Regions from separate parts of the Gossypium hirsutum genome. Here region 2 is linked to region 1. The links are chromatin contacts, called in public Hi-C maps. All regions are on one chromosome and are shown on one strand. The core of a region is the stretch at or near the end of the contact, and the rest is flanking DNA. Distances in the headings are between cores, read along the strand shown.

What was found. Hi-C and Micro-C count contacts between places; a contact is called where the count stands out from the background.
Region 2: a contact with region 1 is called in a Hi-C map of leaf, with 2.7 times the contacts expected there. The contact joins the promoter of LOC107904449 here to the promoter of LOC107957451 in region 1. A contact is called at or near these places in 3 of 34 Hi-C or Micro-C datasets (all in leaf).

What each region holds. Positions count from the first base shown.
Region 1 is chrA05:32,768,241-32,772,990 of Gossypium_hirsutum_v2.1, reverse strand. LOC107957451 (potassium transporter 2) reads left to right here and starts at 3,405. Exons shown (of 10, transcript XM_016892969.2): 1 at 3,405-3,843.
Region 2 is chrA05:32,900,603-32,905,705 of Gossypium_hirsutum_v2.1, reverse strand. It overlaps LOC107904449 (transcription factor RF2b), which reads left to right and starts at 3,343. Exons shown (of 4, transcript XM_016830838.2): 1 at 3,343-3,994. The coding sequence starts at 3,489.

The DNA.
Region 1 (4,750 bases), core at 2,156-4,655:
ATTATCCTGGTAACTCTTGTTTTATTGGTCCACCAAAACTTCAAGTAGATGAGTTTCTTCTTGTATTTCACAAACTGGATCAGTTCAAGCGAGCTAAATGAGCCTCATTCGATTAGTTGACCTCCATAATACATTCAGTATGCAATGATCATGAGTTTTGATCCGCAACCTATAATACATGCACGTATGGATGGCAACTTTCCATTTTCCAATTCCTTGTAATGAAGTTTGGGCTTGATGCTCAGATCTGGACAATGTTTTTAATTCTGGTTTCATATTTTCATTTCATCCCGCAATTTCAGCTGTCCAAACAAATTTGCCCAAATGCCTACAAATTTGCCCAAACAACACACAGACGTTTGAGATATTTGAGCCTAAGTTTGGAGTCCCACACCAACAATTCCAGGCTGCTTGATGTTGCCTGTAATAGGCAGGGACAGGGGTTAGGCTCACTCCTTGTTCCAGTTTTCACCTGACTGGTAATCTATACCCCACATCACGTTTAATGTTTCTTCCATGCACCAAAAATGGAACTCTTGGTTTTTACTTCATCTAAACAAAGATGGTTGATATTAAAACAAGTTGCATTGCTTGTAGGGAAGATTAATTTGATGGCAGCAAGCATATGAGCCATCCCTTTTTGGGTTGCAACAATCAATTCCAACTTACGTACAAGAAAAAAAAAAACAGTTCCAACTATAGCTTTGAAGTAATAATTGGACATCAACTGTTTAGGTTTATATGGTAATAGGGAAAAGTGGTAAGTTTTTGTTCATATGTGAAACCAATTTCTTATAATGCATTTTGTCATCATATTGACTCTCCAATTGTTGGTAATCATACTCCCTCTCAATTAAATTTGTTGTTAGTTTTCACAAAACAAGTCAACCATATATTTAATTCGCAATTTTATTAGGCTATTCGCATATAATTTATAGAAAACAAACAAGTTAAATTAACAAATTTTAATAAAATTTACCAACAGTGATAATGATTAAATTGGAAAGTGAGATATGAATTTTTAACTTTTAAGGTTCAATGACTAATAGCATATAACCATTTCATTTTAGGAAAAATTTAAGCCCGTGATTCATAGCTTCACGCTAGAGGTGCTCGGGTCAAGTTGGGCCTAAGCATGATAGTAATATATTTTATATTTGTTAAGCTTGACCCGACCCAAAATATGAGCTTGAAATTTTGTCCAAACTTATTCATATTTGCAAAAGACTACCGCAAACTCAATTTAGGCCCGCCCATATATTTTTTAAATTTTTAAAAAAAATATCTATATAATATTATTTTAATATTTAATAATTTCATACATTTTTTATTTATTGAAAATTTTTATATAGTCATCTTAATATTATTTTAATGTTTACATTAGAGTAGTATGATATATTTAGTTTAGATTTATTTTTTTAATGTGTTCTAAATTACATAATATATAAAAATAACATAATATAAAGTATTATAAATTTAAAAACGGGTCGAGCCGTCCAGACTCAGGCCTTGAATGTTTAAGCCCAAATTTGACTTATATTTTAAACGAGCCTAATTTTATTTTGTCCAAACCTATTTTTCAGGTTTATTATTTTTATTTAAACTCTCTCAAATTTCAAACGGACTTTTGAGTTTAGACGAATAAACCAATCCATAAACTGGTCTTCTTCATGCTCTTATTTGGTATAGGGTTGGTTTTACATTAGTATAAACAAATAATTTTCATTGACAGATGAGGTAAATTGAAGACTGCACTTCACCTACCAATAAATGCCACCATTGATCTATTATTTTGGTGCACATTGCACAATTTGGAGTTGGGGCTATCCCTTTGTTTTTTTTAATCTTGTTTGAGTCTAAAGCTACCCCAAAGGGCCAAAGCTGTCTTACACCGAACGGGAAAGCTTCTTTCACCGGCTTCAAATCCGTCATAATTAATGTTTTGTAGGTAGATATCATGTCACAATGTATCCAACTCTACTGTCATGGTACGGAATTAGAGTTACACACTTGTTAATGTTACCTTTTCCCTTGTTGGGTGTAGATTAAATCTGATGTAAATTTATATATTTTTTACTTTTCAATGTATTTATTAAAATTATTAATAATTAAATTTTTTGCATTTTATAACTTCATTAAAAAGTAGATATTAGTTATTATTGTTAAAATTATTTTATATTCATAATTAAAATTAAATTTTGACTACTAACTAAAATAGGAAATATTTTTATTATCTCATTTAACTCTCATCATTTAAACTTATCTTTTTTATTTCATTTTTGTACTTGAAAAGTTTTATATACTATGGTTTTGCTAATGCTTGAATTTTATATTATTGTGAATTCCATTAAGCTCAGGGAAGGGCCATACAGCACCAATATAATACTAGTTGAAACTTCTAGAAGTGGCAATCAAGAAGGATAAAATAAGCTGCTTCTTTTTTTTTCATTTGGTTAAGATGCTAATAATTTATATACCTACATATAAATGACAAACATTTATTATATTTTTTAAATTTGAGGATATAAATGGAAAGTAAATAACTTTTCTAAGGCTGACACGTTGCACACACACCATACTTCGTTTTTTCTTTCTCCATTTTATAAAAATAGTTAATTTGTAATTTTAATTTTTAATACGCTTAAATTTAAGATTTAATCATTTTATGTTAATGATATTATTAATTAATTCATATAATTACTATTCAATTAAAATGTTACGTGGTTATAATTTGAAAATAAATTTTTAAATTTAAAAAATAAAAATTAAATTATTAAAAAAAAATAAGACTAAATTCTAAACGTACAATGTGTATGTATACTTAGAGTTGTAATTCTTTGAACCGAACTGAACCTATCGGGGCATCGGTCTAGAAAGAAGCATCAAACCAATTGACTCACGAATTGATACAATTTAATTGAAGTAGTTTTTTTTAAATAATTTATTATTTTTTAAATAATTTATTTAATCAAATCCTATGAATTAGGGTTTAACTCACTCTATTTTTTTATCAATTAATATTTAATACATATTCAATCACCATTCACAAATTGATTTTTACATTAAATAGATGAGTTCTACATGAATATTACACATAATGAAAATTATTGCATTGAATATTAATGAATAAAAATAATAATAAAATGGGTTTTAACCCATAAATCAATGGCATAATAATTTGATTATCAATCCTACAAAAATTACTTAAAATATATTTTAATTTTTAAATTTTTTACTTAAAATATATTTTAATTTTTAAATTTTTGTCTCTTCTTATCTGTAATACATTTTAACGCATTTAAATTTATAACTTTAATGTAAATCGAATTAATACTCAATTCATCAATTTTCACATTTTTAGCGAATATATCAACCTACAAACATGGAACGGCCAAGTTTACGTTTAAAGTGATGAACATAAGTTACATGACATGAAAGGACAAAAGTCTAAAGGCTATATTTGACAAGCTTGCCAATATTCCCGCTCACGATAATCTCCTTATATTATTTCTTCATTAAAAAATCATGCTCCATCAATCCATTTTCATGGGATCAAATTATCTATAGCTTCTCTCCACGTTCTCTAATCCAATTTTGATTCTGTTTTACTGAACAATGTTCGTATTGTCGGTTGAAACCTTCAAGTCTGTGTTCATTTGATCTTCAAATCCATCCAAAAGAGCATCATTTCATCTCATAAAATTCAGATCCTTTCACATGCTTATAGTTTTGCACATATCAGCTACCATAAATGGAAGTTCCAAGCTTGTGTAGAGTCTAGAGCTAAATGCAACGAGGTTTCCACTTGGTGGCCATTGGAATTTGCCAGAAAAAAGGACTGGGGTAAGTTTCTCTATATCTATTTAGTTGTAGTTGTTTCAGTAAAAGGTTAAAGGGGATGGTTTTTTCAGCAAAGTTTGTAACTTAAATGGGTTTTGTCTATCTATCTATCAATCATCTACGGGTGCTACAGCTGTTTCCAGAATGAAGTTTAGTATTGATAAAAGAAATAGATAGGGAGTCAGTAACAATTGTAGACACAGTAACAAGGACGAGGGATGATGTAATCAAAATGCCGGGTTTTTTTAATCTAAAAAGACAAAAGTGCATTTGGATTCATCTCATGGGGATTATTTGCAGCACATGGGGCTGCCCATCTTATGTTCATATAGTCTTCATTTACAATAAATAGGGTCTGTTAACAGTTCTGAATGGTCTAATGGAGAGGGGTAAATTGGTTTTGCCTTGTCTTCTTTCATTTATTTCTGAGTTACTACCAAACAAACTCCATTATTAAAGGAACTAATAATATAAGAGCAACTTTACCTTTCCTTTACTGCAAAAAAAAAAAATAAATAAAAAATCCGAGCTTTATCAAGCAAAAGAAAATGAAAGGTTTTACTAAGCTTCAGTTAGAAATCTGAGAAAGAGAAAGGTGTGGTCTTGTGGGGTATAAGTTAATTCATTGTATTTGGCTGTTGGTGGTGATATATCATTCTCTTCTAAATGCAACTGTAGTTGCATCACATGATTCTCTTATTTTGTTCTCTTTCTTGCCTGCACAAAACATTGGTTGGAAACTATTGCATTTGCTTCTATATTATAAAAATATATATGTATTACGCTTATATTGATTTTTTCTGATTGTTTGTATCTTCTGCTTCTTTGTCCATATGGGTTAATTCTGTAAGTGGGTTCAAAGTTTGGTTTTTTTTTTTTTTGGTTTAAAAATTGAGGAAGGATGAAGTAT
Region 2 (5,103 bases), core at 2,094-4,593, 130 kb before region 1:
TTATTTATAAATAAATCATTGCAATATATGTAAAAACAATTTAAAATATAAATTTATTAATATATGTAAAAACAATTTTTCCGTAAAATATTTTCAGAAAATCTGCCAAACAACAGGAAATATTTTACACAAATTCATCCAAACACCAGAAAAGCAAATCATTTTCCGGAAAATATTTTACTGGCAAACAAACGGAGCCCTATTGTAATAAGATTTTAGTTTGACATGTTTAGTTTTTTTAACTTAACTCGAATAATTTTAGTCGATTCAACTTGAATTTTACTTTTCTCGATTTAATTTAAAAAAATCAAATTAAGTTAACATCAATTCAATTAATTTAAAATATTTTCATTCAATTTTACCCCACCACAGTGCTATCTAAAATAATTAGAAATTCTTTACTTGCAGTCAAAATAACAAGCTGTAACGATGTTATACATAAAATTTGCCGTGGAAAGAGATTGCAAGTGGTATATCAAACTGATGACACCGATTCAAGGCATCCATTTGATTGATTATGACTTTTATAAGCACCAAAATCTCAAGTGAATTCCAGGTGTTTTAGCCTTTTACCCAATTGATATTTAAATTTGATAAATTTTTTAATGTGATATTTATATATTTTTGTATTTTAAGGTATCGATACTAACTTTTAATATTTAACCTTCAAAAGTTATATATTTTTAGATTCAAAGATAACGATTTTATGAAATTTTAATTGCTAATATTATTAAGTTTGACTTTTTAAGATTTTATTTATAGAATAAATCTAGTGTTATTTTGTATTTAATTTGTTAAATTTAGTATGATGGTTGTTTTTTTGGGTTAATCTAATGAAAATTATTTACAAATATTATTAGTTAATTATAAATTTTCACCAAACCTTAAAATTCAAATTAAATATTAAAAAGTTAACACCATTACTTCTAGATATTAAATGTATAACTTTTGTCAAATATAAACACCATACTAGAAAAAAATATTTTTTCGTACTTCTTTTATGTTTTAAAAGTCACTTAATTTTTTGAAAAACCTCGTATTTTTAAGTAATTCTTTTATATACTATGAATTACTTAATTTTAAAAAAAAATTATGTTTTAAGAAATGCTTTCATAGTGTAAGTAATTATTTAATTTTTTGAAAACTTTCCCGTAATTTTTTCATATATTACGAATTATTTAATATTCTAGAACTTATTTATATTTTTAAGTAATTCTTTCATGTTTTATGAATTAGTTAAGTTTTTAAATAAAACCTTTAAAACATTATTTTGTTAAAAACCCAAGAAGGGTATGATATGAAAATGCTGATGTTATCTCTTCTTCATGAAATCCTGAAGGCGAAGTTGCAGTAGTTTGAACACTGCAAAGCTCAAGCAGCTGCTGAGAATGGTCCAAAAGAACAACCTAAGCTACAATAGATATGAAAGAAAAGAGTGAGGCACATGGAGATCACGTGGGCGATGACATTATCTCCATGGGTCACCTAAAAAGAAAATCAAGAGGTCCACATGTCAAATCTCCACTCTAAAACCTTTGTTTAGCATGGGATTTTTAATTATATTAAATTTCAATTAAATATTTTATTTATATGATTTCAAGGAGATGAGTTAATTAATTATGGGCTTATGCCCCTCAAAATTTTCACAATAATGTCGACAGCTTTATTAGGTAAAAGCTAAGCAGAAGCAATCAATTGGTTTCTTTGCTTGAATCGACATTGTACATATAAAAATGACGGGCCAAGGACTTAAATAAATAAATTATTATTATTAAATAGATTATTTTACTTAAATTCAAACTAAATTAAATTGAAATAAAATTAAGATTTATTGTTTTTAAAAAATCATTTATTGTTTAACAAAACTAATATTTTTAAAATTTTTATAGTTATGTAAATAAAATCTTTTATTTAAAATTGAACTATAATTGAGAAAAAAAATTTCAAGACATTTTATATATAATAAATGTTAACTCTATACGATTTGAACTTATTTATTTCTCTTTAATAATATGAAGACTAAATTTATTTCCTCCACAAATTATCGAAGTAAAAAATATATTATTTATTACAAATTTATAAAAAATCAAATAAAAAATATAAACCCAAATATAGCTTTAACTAAAGTATAAAAATGATTTAAGTTTAAATTTCACTTTGATTCAATTAGAAAGTTTTAATTATGGTATAGATGATTCATGTAAAAGTTGATGTCTTCAACCTTTGAGACTTTAGTTTTATCACGTCATATTTTGGTCTAGCTTTGAACATATTTCAAACATTAATCTATTCATCTGTGCATTGTAATAATCAATTGGGTAATCTACACCCATAGTCAATAAATTATCATTAAGTATATATTTTGATCGCTTAATTATGAAATGTTATAAGTTAGTCACTTAAATATTTGAAATTAATTATTTAAGCCACCTATTTGTTAATTTATTAGCGGATGTCAACATAGATTGTTATATTATTGTTCCTCAAATATATTTGGGTAAGCTACGTTATTAATTATTCGATTATTAATAAGTTTTTGTTTTGATCATTCAACTATGAAAAAAAAATATCACAAATAAATTAATGACATGACATATTTTCTTATAGGCTTAATAACTAATTTAGTCCTTAAACTGTAACTCAAAATATCAATTTATTTATTTCTTGAAATTATATTTAAATATAATTAAAATTATAAATTTTTTTGAAAAGTTTTCTTAAAAAAAAAAAGAAAAAAAAAGAGACCTTAAAACCCCATTATCCAGTTACACAACTTTCCACTATATGATTCCCACAATATGATTCTTTTCTTCTCTTCATTTGACCATGAATGAAGTAAGTCCATGTTCTTTTATGTATTTTTTTTTTACAGATGGTCCTCGTTTCGAAAGTAAGTTGAAGATGATACCTTTGAAGGAGGAAAGCATATAATGTTAGAATGTGTTAAACCGTACCAAAGAAACAATTCACTCAAAAGGGGCAAAGGGGAGGAAAACAAATTATGCTATACATGTTTGGTTTGATCATCTTTATTTATTTCTAATGAAAATTTAAAGTTTATGTTGGGTATTTAATTTATAGAAATTCATAGTGTAGTAACAAATATATGTTTTTGGTAAATTAAGAGTGCATGGAAAAGGGGAATTGAGTGATTAAAATTAAAAGTTATGGACATTTTATATATATATATATAATGACAATTTACCGATAGTTGATACAAATTAACTTCAATTGTAAGGATGTAATTATTTAAACCAAATGGAGTTAAAAGGGAATAAAATCGATTTTTGTTGGTTATTTTATATAATTCAAATGTAAAAAATTATATAATATGCGAGTTCTCATCGTTTTAGAGACATTCTTTAATGTTTTCTTTGGGGCAGAGACCGAAAGAAGAAAGCTGAAGAGGAAAAGATTTCAACAGTCAGCGATATTTTCCTCTCACATTTCTCTCCTGAGATCTGAAATCTAAAAAGGGAACACCAAAAATGCAGGACCCGCCAAGTCTAGACCCCAACCCCGATCCACCATTCCCCTCCAATGCATCATCATCCGCCGCTCAAACCACGCCCTCCTTCCCCCACCCAACCTCATTTCGAGGCTCTTATCACAGGCGGGTCCATTCCGAAGTCCAGTTTCGGATCCCTGACGACTTGGATCTCGTCTCCGACCCCTTCGAAGGGTTGGGATCCGAAGACGACTTGTTTTGCACTTACGTGGATATTGAGAAGCTGGGAGGATCATCCAAGGGGTCAGAAGATGGAGGGGGGGCTGCCGGGTCTTCCAGTGGTGGTTCGGGTCGGAATCCGGAGGGAGAGGAAATGAGTGGCTTGTCGGGGAAGGGAGAGAAGAATAATGGAGGAGGGAAAGGAAGGCATAGGTATAGTCATTCGATTGATGGGTGCTCGTTAATGGAGTCGATTGAAGCTAAGAAAGCTATGTCACCTGATAAGCTTGCTGAATTGTGGACTATTGACCCAAAGAGAGCCAAAAGTTTTGTGGAATTATTTCCTTTTTCCCTCAAACTATTTTTTTGGGCCTTTTTGAAGTGAATTTGAGCCTGGGGTACGTATCAAATTGTAGTAGAAGTTGCAAGTTTGGAACTTTTTTAGAAGACAGTAAATCTTTTTGTTGTTTAAAGAAATTATATTTTTAGTTTATACGAGTTTTTTTTACTTCTTTGGTTGGTTTGTTCCTTTTCTTTTCATGGGCATTATGATTGTTTTATCGAAAGTGTTTTTTTTTTTTTATCTTAGTGATGAAGTTTACTTTTCCCCCCTTATGTTTTGGGTGCTTCTGAATGGAGTTTACTAGGAACCCCAAGCAAGGAATTTAAATAGTTTGAACGTGAAAAAAAATTATGGGGAGGTTAGAATTTGAAAGAAATTGAGGGTTGGAAGATACGCATTTGAGAATTTGGAGAGTATGGGTTTATATATATGGATCATGAATGGTTCTTAGCTAATGTTCTTGGTTCATGCGTTCTTTTGACTTATGGTTTTGGCTATCATTTTTGACAAGTGACGCTTCAGTTGACCTTTCTCACCCTTTGATTAATGGGATTCTCATTATTTTAGGGCCTTAATGTATTTTTACGAAACAAATTCATGTGAATTACAAAGTTTCTTTTTATGCATGCTTTTTTAGGGATTATTTGTGCTGTGTGTTTGGCTTCTTTTGTTGGACAGTGCAATATGTTTTTCTTATATATATATATATTTTTTTTTCATGATTTGTTTTGTACTATGATTCGGAGATGGCATAAATGCTTAATGAAATACTGTAGTCAGAAGTGCCGAATCCAACTAACATAATTCTAATAGTAAATCAAATCTTGTATTGCATAATCTATCGCCAAGTATATCTTTTGCTTGTCTAGGGGAATCTCAACATATATATGGGCTGTTTCACCATCTAATGCTGTAATGGTATGGTCATGAGTAGGTCAGATTTTATGTCAGTCTCATTGAACATTTTCTCCATAAATACTAGCATAGTTTAGCTTCAATTAATCTGATAGAGTTGTTCCTGATTGTAAACTTATTGACCTTGTCACTCTATCTCCTTCTAAAGGATTTTTTTTTTTTGCGTAATAGTTTTATC